3 separate regions of the Ovis aries genome follow, and all the other regions are linked to region 2. A link is a contact called in public Hi-C data. All regions are on one chromosome and are shown on one strand. The core of a region is the stretch at or near the end of the contact, and the rest is flanking DNA. Distances in the headings are between cores, read along the strand shown.

Evidence for each region. A called contact is a pair of places that touch in the nucleus more often than the background predicts.
Region 1: a contact with region 2 is called in a Hi-C map of liver, with 2.8 times the contacts expected there. The contact joins the promoter of CDK19 here to the enhancer-like site in region 2. A contact is called at or near these places in 2 of 16 Hi-C or Micro-C datasets (liver and skin fibroblasts).
Region 3: a contact with region 2 is called in a Hi-C map of liver, with 3 times the contacts expected there. The contact joins two enhancer-like sites. A contact is called at or near these places in 3 of 16 Hi-C or Micro-C datasets (hypothalamus, liver and skin fibroblasts).

The regions. Positions count from the first base shown.
Region 1 is chr8:26,792,556-26,795,285 of ARS-UI_Ramb_v3.0, reverse strand. It overlaps CDK19 (cyclin dependent kinase 19), which reads right to left and starts at 1,451. Exons shown (of 13, transcript XM_004011205.5): 1 at 1,041-1,451. The coding sequence starts at 1,168.
Region 2 is chr8:26,906,076-26,908,934 of ARS-UI_Ramb_v3.0, reverse strand. All of the region lies in intron 2 of CDK19 (cyclin dependent kinase 19), which reads right to left. Among named protein-coding and RNA genes, the nearest start is that of CDK19, 110 kb to the right of the region's middle. Within about 2 kb of position 1,429, at least 9 of the 54 cell types and tissues checked have an H3K27ac peak or open chromatin away from gene starts, as enhancers often do. A contact at or near this core is called in liver, where this site is marked.
Region 3 is chr8:27,026,434-27,029,640 of ARS-UI_Ramb_v3.0, reverse strand. No RefSeq gene overlaps it. Among named protein-coding and RNA genes, the nearest start is that of SLC22A16, 31 kb to the left of the region's middle. Within about 2 kb of position 1,475, at least 3 of the 54 cell types and tissues checked have an H3K27ac peak or open chromatin away from gene starts, as enhancers often do. A contact at or near this core is called in liver, where this site is marked.

The sequences.
Region 1 (2,730 bases), core at 202-2,701, 110 kb after region 2:
CAGGGAACTGGTTCCACCTGTCCCGGAGTACGAGCCTCGTGCCCTCCAGGACGAAGGACAGGCGTTTTTCAATATAACGTCCAGCTCTTCTTCTCCTAAGAGAACAATTAGTAAGAGCCTACTAAGGGGTCCCTAAAATTCTCTCTCACCGCCCAGGAAAACAAAGATTCAGGCCCAGCATTGTGTCACTCGAATTCCGTTCTGGATAATTTAGGTGCCCGAAAAACCTCAGCACGCAGTCGTCTGGCAGGGATGGAGTGGAGGACGTAAGAATACCCAAGGTGCGGCGAGATGAGGTACAAGAACGAACTAGGAAGTTCTGCCAGCAAAACGCGGTTCGTCTCTCAGAAGGTCCTACATTCGAGGGGAAGGTGCGGAACTGGAAATTGAGAATGGAAGAAAGAGAACTCGCAGCCTGGCGAAGCGGCGTGAAGAAGTGGCCGCCAGGCACACGACAGGGACAGAAGGGATCGCGCCGAGGACCACCAGGCTGGCTGACCCCTAGGGCCAAGGTGCCCAACGGCTCACACCGGTGAGGCTGGCGAGGACCCAGGTGCTCTGGGCCGCCCGACAGACTGCTCCGCGAGGTTTCAAACCGCCGCCCCCGGGAGGCGCTCAGCCGATTGGAAGTTCCACCACGACCGTCACCAGCAGCCCAGGGCCGGAGCGGCAACTCCTCGGCGGAGCTCTCCCAGCCCTCCGCGTCTCCCCTGGAGACCAGACACCCCTCCTCCCAAACTCCACCTCCAACCGAGGTCCCAACTCGAGTCCCGCCGCCAGCTCCTGGCACGCGGAGAGCGCCCTTCGGGACCAGACCTACGCCCCCCAACCAGGCTGCGCCGCGGGAGTTCGACGGGCGCGATGCTGGGGTCTGGCAAAACCCGCGTCCCTGAGAGTCTGCCCCGGGACGCAGCCCCGAGACCACCTCCGCCTCGCCCCCAGCCCGGGCACGGCCCGACTGGGCTTCGACCCACCCATCCCGCGAGGGCGCGAGCTAGCGAGGACCCGAGCAAGCCTTCTCCCCCCGCCCCTGCTCTTACCCATCTTTTCGCCTCGCCTTGTAGACGTGCCCGTAGGTGCCGCGTCCCACTTTGCACCCTTCGTACTCAAACAAATCCTCCACCCGCTCCCGCTCCGCCGCCAGCTTCGCCTTGAAATCATAATCCATTGTCTGCTTTCCCCATAGAGGCACCGGGACGCGGGGGCCGCCGCCGCTCAGTCCCTCCTCCTCCTCCTCCCCCCGCGACCGCCGCTCCACTTCTCCAACAGCCACCTCTCGGGCGCGCGCGCGCGCGCCGCCCGCCGCCCCGCGATTCGCCTTCAGCAAGGGACTTCTCGGCGGCCGCTGCAGCCACCTCCTCCACCTCCTCCTCCTCCGCGGCGGCGGCGGCGGCGGCAGCAGCTCCCGCAGGCACCCCCAGTCCCGCCTCCCCCCTTCATTTCCTTGTTTTGGAACCTGGTGGGCCGCGCCGCGGCTTCCTCGAGCTCATTAACGAATCAGCCCGCCCGCCCCGAAGTTGCGGAGACTCCCGGGAAATGTAGTTCCTTTGCCTCCGAGATGATTGAGTTTTGCGGCCAAAAGAAATACAACTCCCATGCTGACATGGGTCGCTATAGCCCCGCCTCCAGGAGGCACGCACGCCTGCGCACTGAGGCCGCCCCCACCTCAGGTAGCGCTGGACTGCCAGTTCCTGCGAAGGTAGAAAGCGCAAAGTTGCAGTGTGCTTTCTGCGAGTCTGTGGGAGCTGGTGGAAAGAAGGCCCTTGTTCTGATGTAAGGAAAGTACTCTATTAAAAATGTCCCCGGGCGAGAAGGAGAGCGGAAAGTATTTAACAAGCGCCTTGCCCAGGAGTTTGCTCCAGAGGTTTGCTAGGCAAGGACTGTGGCTAAGGCAGTTGTACTGAAGATTGTTGTTTGTTTTTTATGGCCATTGGCCCGCCTCTTGCCCCGCCCCATCCAACTGCTTATTGGCGAAGAAGAGAGAATGACGTCCTCGTTGATGCGTGGGTATCCCCTGGCTTTGGCTTCTTTCCGGCTCTTGATTGGTAATTGGATGTGCTCGATTCTTCCTGATAGGTTAATCTTTTTTCTTTACGATGCAAAAACCGTATTTCAAAAGCTGAACATTCAGCGGTTTCCTCGTTCTAGCGTCAACCAGAGAACTTTCGCGCCTCAGCAGCAAGTCTTCGTTTTCTTAGCATTCTAATCATGGTTTCTTCCTAGCATATATAGCCAAGGTTTTGGCCATCTGTCTAAGGACAATAAAAGTACCTGCGGGATGCAGCGTTTGAAAACAATCATTTGGGTTGGACGGTTGAGGGGTTTTGTTTTTTTATGATTTTTGCATAATAGTGACGTTTTCCTAGAATGTTCAAGAAAGTCTTGTGCATAAAATGTATCAGATGTTTGTGATACAATCTTAAACCTGGTTAGTGCTAGAATAGGACAATGGCACCCCACTCCAGTACTCTTGCCTGGAAAATCCCATGGATGGAGGAGCCTGGCAGGCTGCAGTCCTTGGGATCGCTAAGTCGGACATGACTGAGCAACTTCACTTTCACTTTTCACTTTCATGCATTGGAGAAGGAAATGGCAACCCACTCCAGTGTTCTTGCCTGGAGAATCCCAGGGATGGGGGAGCCTGGTGGGCTGCCGTCTCTGGGGTCGCACAGAGTCGGACACGACTGAAGCGACTTGGCAGCAGCAGGACTTACATAGAGCAGGAAACAA
Region 2 (2,859 bases), core at 180-2,679:
GCTAATTTACCCATGCCAAGAGCCTGAGACAGGTTTTTCAGAAGAGTAGAGAGCATAACAGAATGAGTCTCACACCCACTGATAAAACTGGTATAGAAAAGAGGCCCTATAAAAAGAGAAAAGACTAGGCCTTTCACAAAGCAGAAGCTTCAAGCTGGACTCTGATAATAAGAAGGAAAGATAGACCATATCAGCAAGTGAAAACTTAGTTCTTGGCCCATAACAGGCAGTTGCTTGATAAAATATTAAGCAACAATAACATTAGCTGCTCAAGGTGGAAGTCTTCTAAATATGCCCGCCTCACACCGTCCTTAACCAGGGTTCAGACTTAATAGGTATAAACACACTCAATTTGTTAAATACTTCAAATGCCTTTTAAATGTAAAGCTCCGTGGAAAATACACAAAGGAAGAGGGGACAAAGCTTGTACTGAATAATTTCTATGTGCAAGGTGATTTTATGTACTTGTTTTTTCTCTCACTTAATCCTTCCAACAACCCTACGATGCACACAGAAGCTCGGGTTCAGTGTTAAAAAGTAACTTGACCAAAGTCAAACACTAGAAAGAGAAGAGGTTTGGATTTAAATAGTTCTGCCTGATTCCAAAGTCCATGCTTTTTCCAGTTCAGATAAAGTCCTTGTCATCTGTTCCCACAATGCAGAAGGGAAGACAGACATACAAACAGATGAACGAGGCAGAGAAAAATATTAAATTAGAGAGTTTGACTTTATTAAATGTCTATCCAGAATATGTCCTCTTTCCTGCCTGCAGGGGAAGGAAAGGTAAAACTCACTTCTACACCTAAACCAAGCTCCCAAAACACCAAACACTGGCACAGACCCCTGAACCCTGGACTCCACCTGTCTGGGAGAGGGCATGTCACACGTAGCAGTATTTAATCAACACCTCTAGAAAGTTAGGCTTTTTTGTGACTACAAATTACTGATCTCTCTACAGTGACTCCACCTTAAGTTCCATGTTGAAACATTATTTGGAATAGGTAATACATCTAATACATCTACACAGTTCAAAACTCAAATGTGCGTTAAAGGAAACACATTGAAATGCCTCATCACCACTCCGTCCCCCAGGGACCACAGGCTGGCCTCCCTCCTAGAAGGAACTTTTTTTAGTTGCTTGGTGAGTCTTCCAACCATTTATGCAAATGAAAGCAAGTGAATATTTACACAAAAGATAGCACTTATGTTTTACTTGCTTGTAAATCTTTCATTATCCAGCACAGTATTAGCTTATAGGAACCTTTCTGGTTCTTTCTTACAACTCCAAGGTATTTCCAGGTCACTTTTTTGTGGTAAAATAGACATAAAAGTTACCATTCTGACTATTTTTAAGTATGTAGCTCAGAGGCATTAAGTACACTGTGTTCCAGAACCACCCCTCGATCCCTCCTCTAGAGCCTTTCATCATCACAGACTGGCGCTCTGCCCATGCCACGGTATCTCCCATTCCCATCTCCTCCCGTTCTGCTTTCTGTCTCTAGAAATCTGATGATGCCAAGTACTTCATATAAATGCAGTTGTTCAATATTTGTTCTTTTGTGTCTGGCTTCCTTCACTTCACGTGTCTTCAAGATTCATCCATGTTGTGTGGATGTATCCACGTAGGAAAGAATTCCCTTTCTTTTTAAGGGTATGTATTAATAATATTTCATTGTATGCATATACCATATTTGCTTATTCATTCATCCCTCCCATCATCCTATGGACATTTGGGTTGATTTCACCCTTGGTTATTATGAATAACACTGCCTTGAAGACCGATGTACAAACATCTATTGACTCCTTGCTTTCAATTTTTAAAATATACCCAAAAAGTAGAATTGCTGGATCCGATAGTAATCTTATATTTGATTTTTTTTTAGCAACTGCCATTCAGGTTACCTTTTCTATGAAATACACGAGGGAAGAGTGTAAAGTTTGCAACACCATGCATTTACTAGAAAATTTCCCCTAATCCCCAAAATTGCCCTGTATAGCAATATACACTTGCAATTTCTGCATACCTATTATACTTTTTCTACCCTTCTGGTCTTTTTTTTTTTTTTGGCAGGGGGAATGTGACATGGTATTTGGGATCTTAGTTCCCTGACTGGGGACTGAACCCAAAACCACTGCAATGAAAGTGTGTAGTCCTAAACACTGTACCACCAGAGAATTCCAACCCTACAGGTCTTTATAAATCACTAAATATCTGTGTGAAGGCAAGCAGAGAGTAAGAAATAGCAAACTATGTTTGTTTTATTCCCTCTCCTAATTCATTTTTCACTCAACAATCAGAAATGGTGTTTGGTGTTTCGAAATGCAGACTACAAGCATAAAAAAAGAAGGAAATTTTGCCATTTGCAGCAACGTGGCTGGACCTGGAGGACATTATGCTAAGTGAAATAGGTCAGAGGAAGACAAATACTGTATGCATCGCTTACATGTGGAATCTAAAAAATACAGCAAACTAGTGAGCAGAACAAAAAGAAGCAGACTCACAGGTAAAGAGAACAAACTAGTGGTAGCCAGTGGAGGGGGGCGGTCAATATAGGGATACGGGATTAAGAGGCACAAATTGCTAGGTGCAAATGAAGCTACAAGGAGGTACTGAACAACATGGAGGATGCAGCCAAAATTTTATAATGACTATAAATGGAGTATAACCTTTTAAAATTGTGAATCACTATACTGTACACTGGTAACCTATATAATATTGTACGTCAGCTATACAGTAATAAAAAAAAATACAAAACTGATCATCTCTGTCACTAGGGACAGAACTGAGGAATTAAAGCAAGCAGTAAGGCAAAGGCCACATAATGAGGATGCTTGCAGGCCATGCCGAAGTGTCCCCAG
Region 3 (3,207 bases), core at 226-2,725, 120 kb before region 2:
TTCTATTGTTTGTTACAGAGAAAAATTGGAAGCAACCTGTCAGTGGGTAAACTGTGTCATATTCCTGCTGTGGAAAACTATGCAACAGGAGGGAAGTGAATTAGATTAATGTAGGAGATATGGAGAGACCTTGAAAACATTTTGCTATGAGAAAAAAGCAATTTAGGAAAGGACTTAAATAAGTTATGGTGCATCTAGTCAAGGGAATATTAGGCAGTCATTAATAATGAATAAGTAGAACAATATGTACTAAATAGAAGTTCAAGATATAATGTGAAAAAGTGGATAGGATTCTTTTTGTCTAATATGAATGTCTTTTAATAAAAGGTATACATGTATGCGCTCAGCCATGTCTGACTCTTTGAGATCCTTTTAGACTGCAGTCCACCAGGCTCCTCTGTCCATGGGATATTTCAGGCAAGAATGCAGAAGTGGGTTGCCATTTTCTCCTCTAGGGGATCTTCCCGACCCAGGGATGAAACCCACATCTCCTGTGTCTCCTGCATTGCAGGCAGAGTCTTTACCGCTGAGCCCTCAGGGAAGCCCGAATACGTCTGCCTAAACATATACAGAATATTTACACAAGAAACTGACAGATTGGTTTCTCCTGAGAAATAGAACATGGGGTTTAGGTCAGAAAGGAGATGTTTATTTTTCACCTAACATTCTTGGGTGCTGCAAAATTTTGATCATGATTATATGTATGTGTTCATGCAAAAAGACACACACATACTTACATACATGTTTCCTTCTGGCATCTTAAGCTTTGCTGGTTGGTTTATGATTTTACTCATATATAAAACTTTACTGGAAATCTTTATTGGTAATGAAGAGTGAGGTTAGGGATACTACATTCTTCCAAATGACTGCCAATTGTCTCAAGCCCATCTACTGACTAATGCATTTTTTTCCTCCACTGACCAAATGCTACCTTTACTATCTACATTTCTGTTGCTACTATTTTCATTATTTCCCCCATCAGCAAGTTTTAAAAACTCAAGTAAATTACTAGTTCAGAATTTTTTCCTTGGATCTGTGCTACATGCTTATAGAACATAATACTGGCCCAAATCAGGGTACATACGTATATGTACTACATCTGTGGTGTATTAATTTGTTTTAATAAAAATGTGCCCCAATCTGTGAAGACATTTCAGCATAAATATTGGTCTTTTAAGAAAAGACCAATTGGTTTTTTAAGAAAACTTAAAAATGACAAGAGGGGAGATCCTCTGTTTCTTTGATAGCCGTGTTATTAATCCTAAGAAACCATGCCTGTTGTGCTTCTTCCTGCCTACGTGTGTTCAGCCCAGCTCTGTGGGTGTGTAACTGTGTGTTTAACAAGCACTCACCTGGATTTATGTAGTCATTTTGTATGAAACTGCCTCAGAACCAGCATGTGGTTAGGACTGCTCATCTCTCATTTAAATGCTGCTGCATAACACTGCCCAGCTGGGAGCTGGGGCTTAGCCCTAACAAGAGCTACCTTTAAGGGTTGAAAAGAACTTGGAAAAATTCAGGTTTATTGGGTTCTGAGCACTTATTTCTCTTCCTTCCAATATATTCAGAAGGCAAAGTCCTCCTCTATTTCTCCTACCTCTCCAAGTAAGAATTCCACGGACAGTGGAGCCTGGCGGCCTGCAGTCCCTGGGGTCACAAAGAGTCGGACACGATTGAGCAACTAACGCTTTCACTTTCCTGTCTCTGGCAGTATTGCACACTTGATTCCCTGGACGACTCTCTGCCTATAAAACAAAAAATGCCAGATGAAATTATTTAAATGTTTTATAATTTATCTAAAATGTATAACAAAATGTTAAATTGGGGGTTTGAGTAAGATGCAAAGATATGATAACTGTCTGGCACACCAATCAAGTTTTGGGACAGACCAGGATGAAGATGTTCAACACAGCAGGGCAGGAATACAACCCACACTGGAGACATAAAGCAGTCCGGTGATTCTCCACCTGGAGCTCCACTGAGTGGGCTGGTGGAAAGGGTTTCTTGGCAAGAATGGCTACTATCTTCCGAAGGTAATGGCACCTTCTTACGACCCTAAGAAGAGGAACGTCCAGGAAATCTCTCAAAGAGCTTGATAAGTGTCCCCTGAAATCGTGGGACATAGGTAAGTAATTTAGGGCTGAGGAAGCTCAAGGCAGAGGCTGTGGTACTTGTGGGGCAACAGGGCAAGAAAAGGAGGTGCTCTTGTATCGTGATGAACCTACTTTCTAAAGTTTACATGGAAACGCAAAGCACTTAGAATAGCCAAAAGTCTTTGAAAGACAGAGTTGAAGGAGTTTAAGAATTATTTATACAAATACTGGAATTTAAAAAATATATAACTACAGGAATTAAGACAGAGTACATTGGTGTAAAGGTAACTAGAACAACTGAACAGAAAGTTCAGAAATAGATTCTCATATGTACAGTCAGGTGTCCTTTGACAGAGATCCCAGGGCAATTCAGTGGGCAGAGGATAGTATTTTTAACAATTGATGATAGAATAGTTGGATTAGCCATATGAAAAAAAGAAATTGAAAGAAAAAAGAGAAAGATCCTTACCTCGCACCATCTATAAAAATTAACTGCAAATAGATTGAAGACCTAAACCTAAGAGTTAAAATTATAAAACTTCTAAAAGATAATTGTACTAGTTATCAATTGCAGAGCAACAACATTAACACCAACTTGCTACTGCTGCTTCTAAGTCACCTCAGTCGTGTCTGACTCTGTGTGACCCCAGAGACGGCAGCCCACCAGGCTCCCCCATCCCTGGGATTCTCCAGGCAAGAACACTGGAGTGGGTTGCCATTTCCTTCTCCAATGCATGAAAGTGACAAGTGAAAATGAAGTTGCTCAGTCGTGTCCGACTCCTAGCGACCCCATGGATTGCAGCCTAACAGGTTCCTCCGTCCATGGGTTTTTCCAGGCAAGAGTACTGGAGTGGGGTGCCGCTGCCTTCTCCAAACACCAACTTAGGGGCTTAAAATAACATACATTTTGTTACCTCACTATTTCTGTGGGTCAGGAGTCCTGGTAGCTCAGACAGTAAAGAATCCATTTGCAATGCAGGAAACCTGGGTTCTATTCCTGGGTTGGGAAGATCCCCTGGAGAAGAGAGTGGTTACTCACTCCAATATTCTTGCCTGGAGAATTCCATGGGCAGAGGAATCTAGGGGTCTACAGCCCATGAAGTCACACAGAGTT